Linked DNA regions of Mus musculus: region 2 is linked to region 1. Evidence: chromatin contacts called from public ChIA-PET data. All regions are on one chromosome and are shown on one strand. The core of a region is the stretch at or near the end of the contact, and the rest is flanking DNA. Distances in the headings are between cores, read along the strand shown.

Region 1 (5,439 bases), core at 1,529-4,028:
GTTTCCAGCCCAGGGGGGATTGGCAGAGCACAAAAGCCTCCAGGATCAAAGCCTCCTGACTGGGCTCTTCTCTGGGCCTCACACATCTCTAGCTGGCTGGGCAGGGCCAGATGCCTTATCTCCACAGGCTCCGACACCCAGCAAAGGGACCACCAGTTCTTGCTGTCTTCCTGGGAGGAGCGTGCAGAACGTGTGCCATGAATTTGAAGATCTGCCCGAATGTTTCCTCCTGTGATGAACTGAATCCCCACTCCTTGAAACAGAAAGCAACTCTGGAAGAGAATGCGTCTTCTGAGGAAGGTCTCTACTAGGTGGGAAAAGGAGCGGTTTGGGTGTTTGCTCTCCGGGGACAACAGTTTTCAAAGCCACTAGAGCGTTTCTCTTTATTTTCTGAACCTGTGATAATATTAGAAGCTGTGATAGGCAGGGTGCCCAGAAAGCTGAGGGAGGTCCAGGAGCCCCGCCCTGGCTGACTCCCAGAGGCGTGGCCTTGGCATCCTAGTTAGGCTGGAAGAACCCAGGAAGGCTTTGTGGTACTTTGTGCAACCACAGACAGACAGGCAGGCGCTCTTGAGCTGGGTGGCAGGGCTTAAAAATGTCAGATAGGTCCACGTGAAGGCTGAGAGTGACCTGTAGGGTGTTGTCCTCACAGCACAACAGCCTTTACCACCTTCGTCAGAGCAGCTGTGACTGCCTGCAGCAGTCTTTTTTTAAAAAATATTTATTTATTTTATGTATATGAGTACATTGTAGTTGTACAGATGGTTGTGAGCCATCATGTGGTTGCTGGGAATTAAACTCAGGACCTCTGCTCCCTCCGGCCCAAAGATTTATTTATTATTATAATATGTAAGTACACTGTAGCAGTCTTCAGACACACCAGAAGAGGGTATTAACTCTCATTACGGGTGGTTATGAACCACCATGTGGTTGCTGGGATTTGAACTCAGAACCTTCAGAAGAGCAGTCAGTGTTCTTACTCGCTGAGCCATCTCGCCAGCCCTCCATTTTGGTTTTTGAGGCAGGGTCTCTCACTGAATGTGGAGGGCATCGATTGGCTAGTCCCCTGGCCAGCAAGCTCTGGGGAGCCTCTGTCCCCGACTTCCTAGCACTCATGCTACTATGCTAAGCATGTTATGTGTATGCTGAGTACTGAGCTCAGGTCCTCCTGTTGGTGTGGCTCGCAGTGTATCCCCTGAGCCACCTCTCCAACCTCATCTCCATCATAATTCTTGGTTGGACGGGAGCCTTCCTGAATAGTGAAGACCATGTTTCACTGTAAAAGCCTAGCTTCAGGATGCCTTAGGGTCCTGCTGCTGATCACTGGCCCCTGACCAGACAGAAAGTGTGCTTTCCAAGTGGTTGCTGCCAGCCCTTAAAACTGCAACTTCCCCTGACTTTAAAGACCTTTGTAGTGGCTATTCCTGGCTGTCAACTTGACTATAACTGGAATGAGCTACAATCCAGAATTGGAAGGCTCACCAGTGACCCTAATCTGGAGGCTGGGAGATACAAGTTTCTGACCTGGATCTTGGCATGGAGACCTTGAGGCATAGTGGCTATGAATCCTAGAAGATTAAGACAGAGAGATTTCCAAGTTCAAGGTCATCTGGGATTAAAGGTATGGTGCCACACACCTTTAATCTGGGCCACACCTTCAGCTGGAGACCTACATAAGGGCATTGTAAGAAGGAAGATTTACTCTCTCTCTTCTTCTCCTGCTTGCCTTGTGGGACTGAGCAACTGCTAGATCCTGTCACAGCTGCTGCTGACCACTGTTGGGAGTTGGACTACAGACTGTAAGTCATCAACAAATTCCCTTACTATATAGAGACGACCCGTCAGTTCTGTGACTCTAGAGAACCCTGACTAATACAACCTTTGATTCTAAATCTCCTCTACGGTGGAGTGGGTACACACACACACACACACACACACACACACACACACACACACACAGCAAGTGCCACACACTTCCTGGTGAACAGTCAAAATCAGTAGGCAGAAAACAAGTCAATGGAAAGGCTAACAGAAGGTACGCCCACCCCAGTGGCCACAGACACTGAAGGTCTTACAAGCACCAGGGCGAAAGGGACAGCTACCAGCCTCTGCAGGAAGGCCACTTCTTCAATCTTGTGCAGATTCTTGCTTGCTATTGACATGCGTGGGGAAAATGGTGGGGCCCTCTGCTTACTTCACAGGCTCTCTAGATGCTTTAGAACAAACACAGGCTCACACACAGGGGCCACTCACAGCTGGGAGACAAGGTGGCAAATTCCTCCCAACTCTTTCCCGAACTGAAAGGGCAAGCGGCCACCAGTGGTCAGGAATCAGTCTCCGGTCACACTTCCCTCACGGCCCAAAGCAGGAAGCCTGGGCCCTCACCTGGCCTTGCTGTGGCTTGGACATTTCCCATCTCTGTCTTCTTTCCTTCCTCCTTTTCAATCTTCATGGCTGTCCTTCCACAAGCACACAGACCCAGGGTTTTACCCTTGTCTGGCTTTTCTCTCGAGGCCCACGCCTACCTCTGTTATTATTCAAAGTAATTTTATGGTACAGGCAGTCGTGGAAACACTCTCCTCTTTCAGCTGTAGCCTGATGATTTAGGTGTCCCTCAGGTGCCTTGAGAATCTCGATGTACAGAAGTCTTGTGACAGCCCATCTTCCTTCCATTTCCCCCGAGTTAGCAAGCAGCCAGCAGGGCTCACCATAACCTCCAACCAGACAATCACAGATGGCGCCTTTCCTTTCTGCAGGGTTTCTGATCTCCTCCCATGGCCCCTCCCCCACCCCAGACTGGAATAGTGCTGCCTCACTTACAGTCAGTCGGGCTCGCTGGCTGCTCTGTGGGTTCAGCTGCCTCCAGTCCATGCTCAGAGTTCCAACCAAGTGCTCTCCTGACTGGGGAGCGAGGCTTTCTAGGATCTTCTCTCCTAAGGAAAGATTCCCTATCAGACTCCGAGCCAGGTCTGCCTCAGCCTCCCAAGTGCTGGGATTAAAGGCGTGCGCCACCACCGCCTGCCAGGTTTTTCTTCCCTCTTCCATGGAGACTCTCTTGAGTGGCAGCCTCAGTGTCATCCCCTGAGCTTTCTCTGGCCCCTTGAAGTGTTTCTGTCAGGTCCCCTCACCCTAGTTCCTGCCAGTTCTTAGTGACATTCTTGCATGTGTCATTGCACGACTGTGAGGTGTTCAGGACTGGACAGGGTAGTTTTCCTCCTAATGTCCTATCTAGCATGGCGGCAGGAGCTGTGAGTCTGGGACTTGAAGTGAGGGCCTTTTGCATGCAAAGCAGACGCCTCACCCCAGAACCCCAGGCACACAGGTGCTTTGTCTCTTTCTGTGGCATCTATGGTCAGCACCGGAACCTTTGCTGAGGAGCAGTTTGGTTTGCCACAGTTTCAGTTACCAGTGAGCAGCCAAGAGTTCAAGGCAAACTCCTCCTCAGCAGCTTGCAGCTGCTCGGCATCCAACTCGGCGTGCGGGGAAAGTGAATCATGCTTTGCTCAGTGTATCCACACCATATGCACTGCCTGCCTAGAGTATCCACACTATATGCGCTGCCCACCTAGAGTATCCACACGGTATGCACTGCCTGCCTAGAGTATCCACACGGTATGCGCTGCCCGCCTAGAGTGTCCACACGGTATGCGCTGCCCGCCTAGCGTATCCACACGGTATGTGTTGCCCGCCTAGCGTATCCACACGGTATGCGCTGCCCGCCTAGCGTATCCACACGGTATGCACTACCTGCCTAGAGTATCCACACGGTATGCGCTGCCCGCCTAGAGTATCCACACGGTATGCGCTGCCTGCCTAGAGTGTCCACACGGTATGCACTACCCGCCTAGAGTATCCACACGGTATGCACTACCCGCCTAGAGTATCCACACGGTATGCGCTGCCCGCCTAGAGTATCCACACGGTATGCGCTGCCCGCCTAGCGTATCCACACGGTATGCACTACCTGCCTAGAGTATCCACACGGTATGCGCTGCCCGCCTAGAGTATCCACACAGTATGCGCTGCCCGCCTAGAGTGTCCACACGGTATGCACTACCTGCCTAGAGTATCCACACGGTATGCACTACCTGCCTAGAGTATCCACACGGTATGCGCTGCCCGCCTAGAGTATCCACACGGTATGCGCTGCCCGCCTAGCGTATCCACACGGTATGCACTACCTGCCTAGAGTATCCACACGGTATGCGCTACCTGCCTAGAGTATCCACACGGTATGCGCTGCCCGCCTAGAGTATCCACACGGTATGCGCTGCCCGCCTAGAGTGTCCACACGGTATGCGCTGTCCGCCTAGCGTATCCACACGGTATGTGTTGCCCGCCTAGCGTATCCACACGGTATGCGCTGCCCGCCTAGAGTATCCACTGCCAGTCTAGAGTATTCACACGGTATGCGCTACCTGCCTGTGAGCCGGTTAGTGGCTATGCTGGTCTTCAGGTCTCCCGCTGGGTATGGCAACCCCTGTGTTTATGTCACCCTGTCTTACTTGTGTCCTCAGAGTCCCGGGGATGTTGGCAACTTGAATATGCCAAAGAGAAGCTGTAGAGTTCTTCCTGGAGAAGGCAGAAATGTGTGGAGGGACCACAGTGGTAGAACTATAGCTACAGTGTTGCTATCACGGTCTTGTTGCTATTATTGTTGCTACTGTTCTTCCTTCAGTTCATTTATAAGTTGACTTTAATCACAGGTAACACATGGATGTAAAAACATAGTATGTATACAGGATTCAGTTCTATTTGTGGTCTCAGGCATCCTCTGGGAGAGGGGTACTATATTTTGAGTTTCATACTTTGAGACTTGTAGAGGCACTGTCCTGAATTATTTACGGTGTTTCCTGTCCCTTATGTTAGAATTATGTACTGAGCAGACCCTACAGGCCAGGAACAGTGTGAAGGCACCAGGCTACACAACCATTTCTGCCTGGGAACCCACAGGGGAATGGGCGAAGCATAGGAAATACATAGGAGGAGAACACACATTTCTGAGAAGAGAGGGCCAAGCAGCCATCGAGGGTCATGCTCATGTTCTTTAGTGCCTGCGACTGTGTGGGATTGGTGCTGGACTGCTCAGGCTGATGGTGGTCTCTATATCTCTTAGTGGGTGGGTCTCCATCACGTCTACTATTGTCTCAACAAACCTGCTGTGGTTCAGTTAGGAAAAGGACTCCATGCGGGCAGCACTCAGTCCCTCACACCTGATGACCGGTATCCCAAGGTACTGACCACGGACTGCAGGAGGGCTGTCTACAAAACTGTTCCTCCGGCATTGTGAGGGAACCAAGCATCCATCCTCTTGAAATGTGTTTGCTCATTCATATTTTTTTTTTGAAGCAGGTCTCTAGTCAGCCCAGGCAGACCAGTACCCCAGGATCCTCCTCGTTTATACCCAATGCTTCCAGAATGTTCTTTTCTGCTTCGTTT
Region 2 (5,353 bases), core at 1,217-3,716, 740 kb after region 1:
GCAAAAACACCTAGACACATGAAACAAAAATCTCTTTAAATAAAAACAAACAAACAAACAAACAATTATCCATGAGTTGCTGGTGGTTTCCTGCTGCTAGATGAGCACTAGAGATTTAATAAACAGGGTTCTCTGGGAGAACAGCCAGTGCTCTCTGAATGGCTGAGCATCTCGCCAGACTCCAAAATAAATGTTGTTTTGGAGATTACAGTTTATATCCTATTGGAGAGATTTGTGTTAAGCAGATTCTTGCTGCTTCTGTCACGAGTAAGAGATGAGGGAGGAGTTCACCTGCTTCTCTATGGTTACCATCCTATTTCCTGAGTACATCACATACACCCTACTGTGACCCTCAAATGAACATTGTAACTTTTATCCCTGAACAGGCAAGCATAAAGGGGCAGTCCCCTGCCTCAGATAGAGCTCGACACTGTCCAAAGGTCATGGATTATCTCTAGGGAGCCAAGAGTCGTCCAGAGAAAGACATGTAGGCAATCCCTTAGTGTACCTCTCTGTATTACTCTTCTGTTGCTGTCATGAAACGCCATGACCAAAGCAACTTATAAATTACTTGAGCTTACGGTTCCAGAGCAGGAAGAGTCCCTCTGGGGAGGCATGGCAGCAAGCAGCAGGTGTGGCAGCAGGAGTAGGAAGTGGGGGGTTTACATCTTCAAGTCCAAGCATGAGGCATAGGGAGAGCAAGAAGGAGGCGAGACTATAAAACACTCAAAGCCAGCACTCAATCATGTACACATGGCCTAAAGTTCCCAAACCAGAGCAGCCAGGGGTTCAAACACCCATGCCTGTGGGGGACATTCCTTATTCAAACCACTGCATTGGCCATGCCTCTCCTATTCCAAGTGACTAAAAACTGCAGTAGGAACTCCATTCTCACCTACTGGACACCTCTCTCTCTCTCTCTCTCTCTCTCTCTCTCTCTCTCTCTCTCTCTCTTTTGGTTTTTCGAGACAGGGTTTCTCTGTGTAGCCCTGGCTGTCCTGGAACTCACTCTGTAGACCAGGCTGGCCTCGAACTCAGGGATCCGCCTGCCTCTGCCTCCTGAGTGCTGGGATTAAAGGCGTGCACCACCACTGCCCGGCTGAATTTACTTCTTTACTTATTTCTTTGTGCCAACTACGAACTTTACAGGAAAGTGGTGTGGAGTCATCAGGGGGAATCTCTTGTCCTAAACAATACCTTTGACTTCTTCTTCTTTTTTTTTTTTTTTTTTTTTTTTTGGTGTTTTTGAGACAGGGTTTCTCTGTGTAGTCCTGGCTGTCCTGGAACTCACTTTGTAGACCAGGCTGGCCTCGAACTCAGAAATCCGCCTGCCTCTGCCTCCTGAGTGCTGGGATTAAAGGCGTGCGCCACCACTCCCGGCTTACCTTTGACTTCTTGTTTGTTTCAGCACGACACTTGAGTTTCTGAAAGACAAGACTTTCTGAATTCTTACTACCAGTGACCTGTGTGATACAGAAAGTAGAAGAAAGGAAAGGTTTTTCCTTTGCTTTGCTTTGTTGTTTTTTACATATTTTGTTCGTTTGTTCATTTTGAGGCAGAGTCTCTTGTAGCCAAGGCTGGCCCCAAACTGGCTAAGTAGTGAAGGGTGGTCTCGAATTCCTGGTCCTCCTGGTCCTCCTGCCCCTCACTCCTGAGTGCTGGTATTGCAGGTGTGTGCCACCATATCCTGTATGTAGTGCTGGGGATCAAACCTGGAGTCGAGCGTGTGCTGGGCAAACACTCTATCAAATGGACTATCACCTCATTCATTCATATATATATATATATATATATATATATATATCCTGCCTGCCTGTGGTACCATACCCAGCTTGAGAGATATTTTAATGAGATCATTTTGTTGTCATCTATAAAATGATAACAAGTGGCCCCAAACTATTGATTTCACATCTCAGACTCCCTGGTAAGCTGAAGGTGCGATGTGTGGCCTGGAAGAGTCTTTGGGGCTTGGGAGACACACTAGCTTTTAGGCCTCATCAAGCCATGGACAGACAGGGCGCCTTGAACGTGACCACAGCCGGGAAATGGTAGCCGGCTGCAGAGGAGGCGTGCACACTGCAATTGACCTGCCAAGCCCTCTGTAGAGCAGACTCCTCCCTCTCAGGCTCTCCTAGCAGTTTCCAGGAACTCTGGGTTGGGGCTAAAGAAAGAACCTCTCAAAGGGCAAAGGTCAGAAATGTGACCTGGAGGAGAGGGTGTGGGGGCGGGGCGAGCACAGTCTGACTGCAGCTTCATTTTTAAGGACTAATTTTATTAATTATTATTTAAGGTGCTAGGAGTAGCAAACCCAGGGTGCACCCAGCAGGTGCTGAGCCTCTAGGCTCTGGCCTCAGCCCTTTTCTGAACGTGTTTAAAGTCAGTTTGAGTTTGCTGTTCAGATCCAGCAAATATTTACTGAGCGCCTCCTTTTGTTGGGGAGGGATAGGGTGGAGGATAGGGTGGAGGACAGTGTGTATGTAAAACGCAGGTCCCCATCTGTGCCGAGCACATGTTCTACCACTGAGATAGAGTCTCAACCTAAATGCCCGTGTTAGCAAAATTGTAAAATGTAATCGATAAGTTGTTTCTCCGCCGATGGAATGAGCCTAGATTAGATTATATATAGGCAGGTTTACTGGGAAGCTGCCCTCTGACCCCAAGGATTGATTGAGGCCAGGGATGTCTTCAAAAATGCAAAGAGGTGTGGGGAGGGGCGGAGAGAGAAGAGAAAGAGGAGAGGGAGAGAGAAGGGGGGTGAGAGAGAAGAGAAAGAGAGATAAGGAGAGAAAAGAGAGAAAGAGAGATAAGGAGAGAGAAGAGAGACAGAGACAAAGAGGAGAGGGAAGAGGAGAAGATGAGAGGGGGAGAGGGAGGGGGAGAGAGAGAGAGAGAGAAAGAGAGAGAGAGAGAGAGAGAGAGAGAGAGAGAGAGAGAGAGAGAGAGAGAAGAAAATGTCTTGATTATATAGGAGCCTCTGGGAAAGGGCAGCCCTGTCCCTGGGCTGGAAAGTTCAGGGTGGGGGTGGGAACAGGGTATGCCAGGTAGAGACTGAGGGATTCTGAGAGAGCCTGGAGGCCAGGTCTGCTTTGATATGTAATAATTGTCATCTCTGAGGCTTACTCTCAGAAGCTTCTGGCCTCCACACAACCTTACCTGTGCCTAGACTGTTCTCAGCCCCTGAGACTTGCTCCTGAGTAAGCTCACCTCTTTTGTTCTCTCTGCCCTCTGGCTGGCTGGTCAACTCAGCTGTTCTGGCTCAAACTCCTCTCTAAGCTGGCTGATTCAATCTGGCTTCTTTCCTGAATTGCTCTGCTTGGCCTCATACTAATTTTGGCAATCTATTCTAATCCTTGGCTCCTTCTCATTCTCTGGCTCTTTCCGTCTTCACCTGTGTCTAGCTTGTTCTCTCTTCAACCTGTACAACGTTGCCAGTAAAACTGCCTACTTCTTCTGCTGCCCTTTCTTATCTCTATCTTCCCTTTTCTCTCTCTTCTAGTGAGAATTGGGCATATCCTACTCTGTCAAATCTTTCTCTGGTTCATCATTTTGTCTGCCGCTCAATTAGACACCACTTTCAAACATGGGTGAATCCTTCATTGTAACTACCTTTACCTTCATTGTTTGGGATTAAAGGTTCGTACTAAGGTCTTGTCTGTATTCCATCCAGAAGGATAAAAGGTGTGTGCTGAGGTTGAGACACACCACAACTAGAAATAGTTGTGTTTTGTTTTTTTTTTTTTCCAGCAAATTTTGGTGTTCACAGTATGATCAAATATCCTGCAACACAAAATACTCAAATACTGTCTCGCTCAACTCCCACAACAGAAGTAGTGATTTACTACTATATGTTAAGGTCAGCACTGAGGGGCAGTGAGATGGCTCAGGGGTAAAGGCGACTGCAGCCAAGATGATGGCCTGAGTTCTAGCTCCTCTAAGACCCATGTGGTAGTGCTATGCCCTGAGTCCTCGGGAAACCCAGACAAGCCCAAGAGTTGTGAAGTCTGCTGCAATTTGCAAAATAGTCTTTTTCTTTAAATGTCCAGTCCTGACTAGGATCGCAAGACCCCGTAGGTTCTGGCGTGCAATCCTGAGCTCAGAAAACACTGTGTTTATACAGTGCCCTTAGACGTTCTTAGAATGCTTAGGGTGAAGGGGGGTGGAGGTGGGGTTTGGTAGGATGGAACTGAAGCTGGGGGGGGGTGATTAAAGAGTGTCTTTTGTGGGGCTATCAGGAACTAGTTTTACAGCCGGCTATAACTGTCTGTGTCCTCTGATTAACTGCTTTCTATGATTTAAGTGTGGGACCCTAATCTCCTTTCTTCAAGGACAGGCACCAGCTGCACCTGGTTATCTAGGAGGCTGCTGGCCTTGGTGCCACCAAAGCCGAGTTCTTGTGGTCTATCTTATTTCGGCTGGCACTCTCAGCTCCTTGAGTCCCCTTGGAGCAGTTAGGGAGGTGGGGTGAACCCCCACGTTTGCTGCAAGGCAGGAGGGGGAGCAGGGCTTCTGTGAGGCAATATAGAGGCAAACTGCAGAAAGGAAGTCTTATCGTGCTTCTCAGGGAGAGTGCAGAGGTGAGCCTTACCGCTCTTGCTCTGTGTGTGTGTGTGTGTGTGTGTGTGTGTGTGTGTGTGTGTGAGAGAGAGAGAGAGAGAGAGAGAGAGAGAGAGAGAGAGAGAGAGAAAACCTTCTGCAAGAGAGTGCAGAAGCAGGCAGTCTATGCACCTCAGTAGCAGAAGAGAACTGACTCTCACAATTGTCCTCTGACCTCAAGATGCACCCGATGGCACGTGTGTACCCACAAAATAAATAGCATGTAAAAAGAATAATAATAAAAGGGAGGAGGGCTGGAGAGTATGCACTGCCCTTGGAGAGGTTCCTAGCACATCGGGCAGCTTAGAACCACCTAGAACCACATTGGATCCCAGTTCCAGGAGATCCAATGCCTTCTAAGGACACACACACACACACGTGATACACACACATGTGATACACACAGGCATGCACACACACAGGGGCACATAAATTAAAAACGAAAAGAAGCTTCAGAGTGCTTAGAGTGCTTAGCGCACACCTTTAATCCTAACACTCGGGAGGCAGAGGCAGATAGATCTTTGTGAGTTCAAGGCCAGCCTGGTCCATAGAGCAGGAAACCCTGTCTGGAAAAACCCAAAAATAAATAAATAAATAAATAAATAAATAAATAAATAAATAAATAAATAAATAAATAAAGTAAAAGGTAAAATGAGAGGAAATTCTTCCAGCAGGCAGGACTTGACTCCACAGAGCGTGATGTCCATCCCCTTACTCCTCCCTCAGCTTCAGCGCCACACACGAGCTGTGTCACAATGGT

Evidence for each region. ChIA-PET counts read pairs in DNA pulled down with a chosen protein or histone mark.
Region 2: a contact with region 1 is called in an SMC1A ChIA-PET map of the G1E-ER4 cell line, with 8 read pairs. The contact joins two enhancer-like sites. A contact is called at or near these places in 1 of 15 datasets of contacts at CTCF or cohesin (the G1E-ER4 cell line) and 1 of 115 datasets of contacts at active chromatin or transcription factors (embryonic stem cells).

What each region holds. Positions count from the first base shown.
Region 1 is chr12:105,019,588-105,025,026 of GRCm38.p6, forward strand. Gm46375 (a long non-coding RNA gene) reads right to left here. Exons shown (of 2, transcript XR_003950255.1): 1 at 2,821-5,439. Among named protein-coding and RNA genes, the nearest start is that of Gm46375, 4.4 kb to the right of the region's middle. Within about 2 kb of position 2,779, at least 48 of the 459 cell types and tissues checked have an H3K27ac peak or open chromatin away from gene starts, as enhancers often do. A contact at or near this core is called in the G1E-ER4 cell line, where this site is marked.
Region 2 is chr12:105,755,860-105,761,212 of GRCm38.p6, forward strand. The region is part of intron 12 of Ak7 (adenylate kinase 7); the gene reads left to right. Among named protein-coding and RNA genes, the nearest start is that of Papola, 26 kb to the right of the region's middle. Within about 2 kb of position 2,467, at least 60 of the 459 cell types and tissues checked have an H3K27ac peak or open chromatin away from gene starts, as enhancers often do. A contact at or near this core is called in the G1E-ER4 cell line, where this site is marked.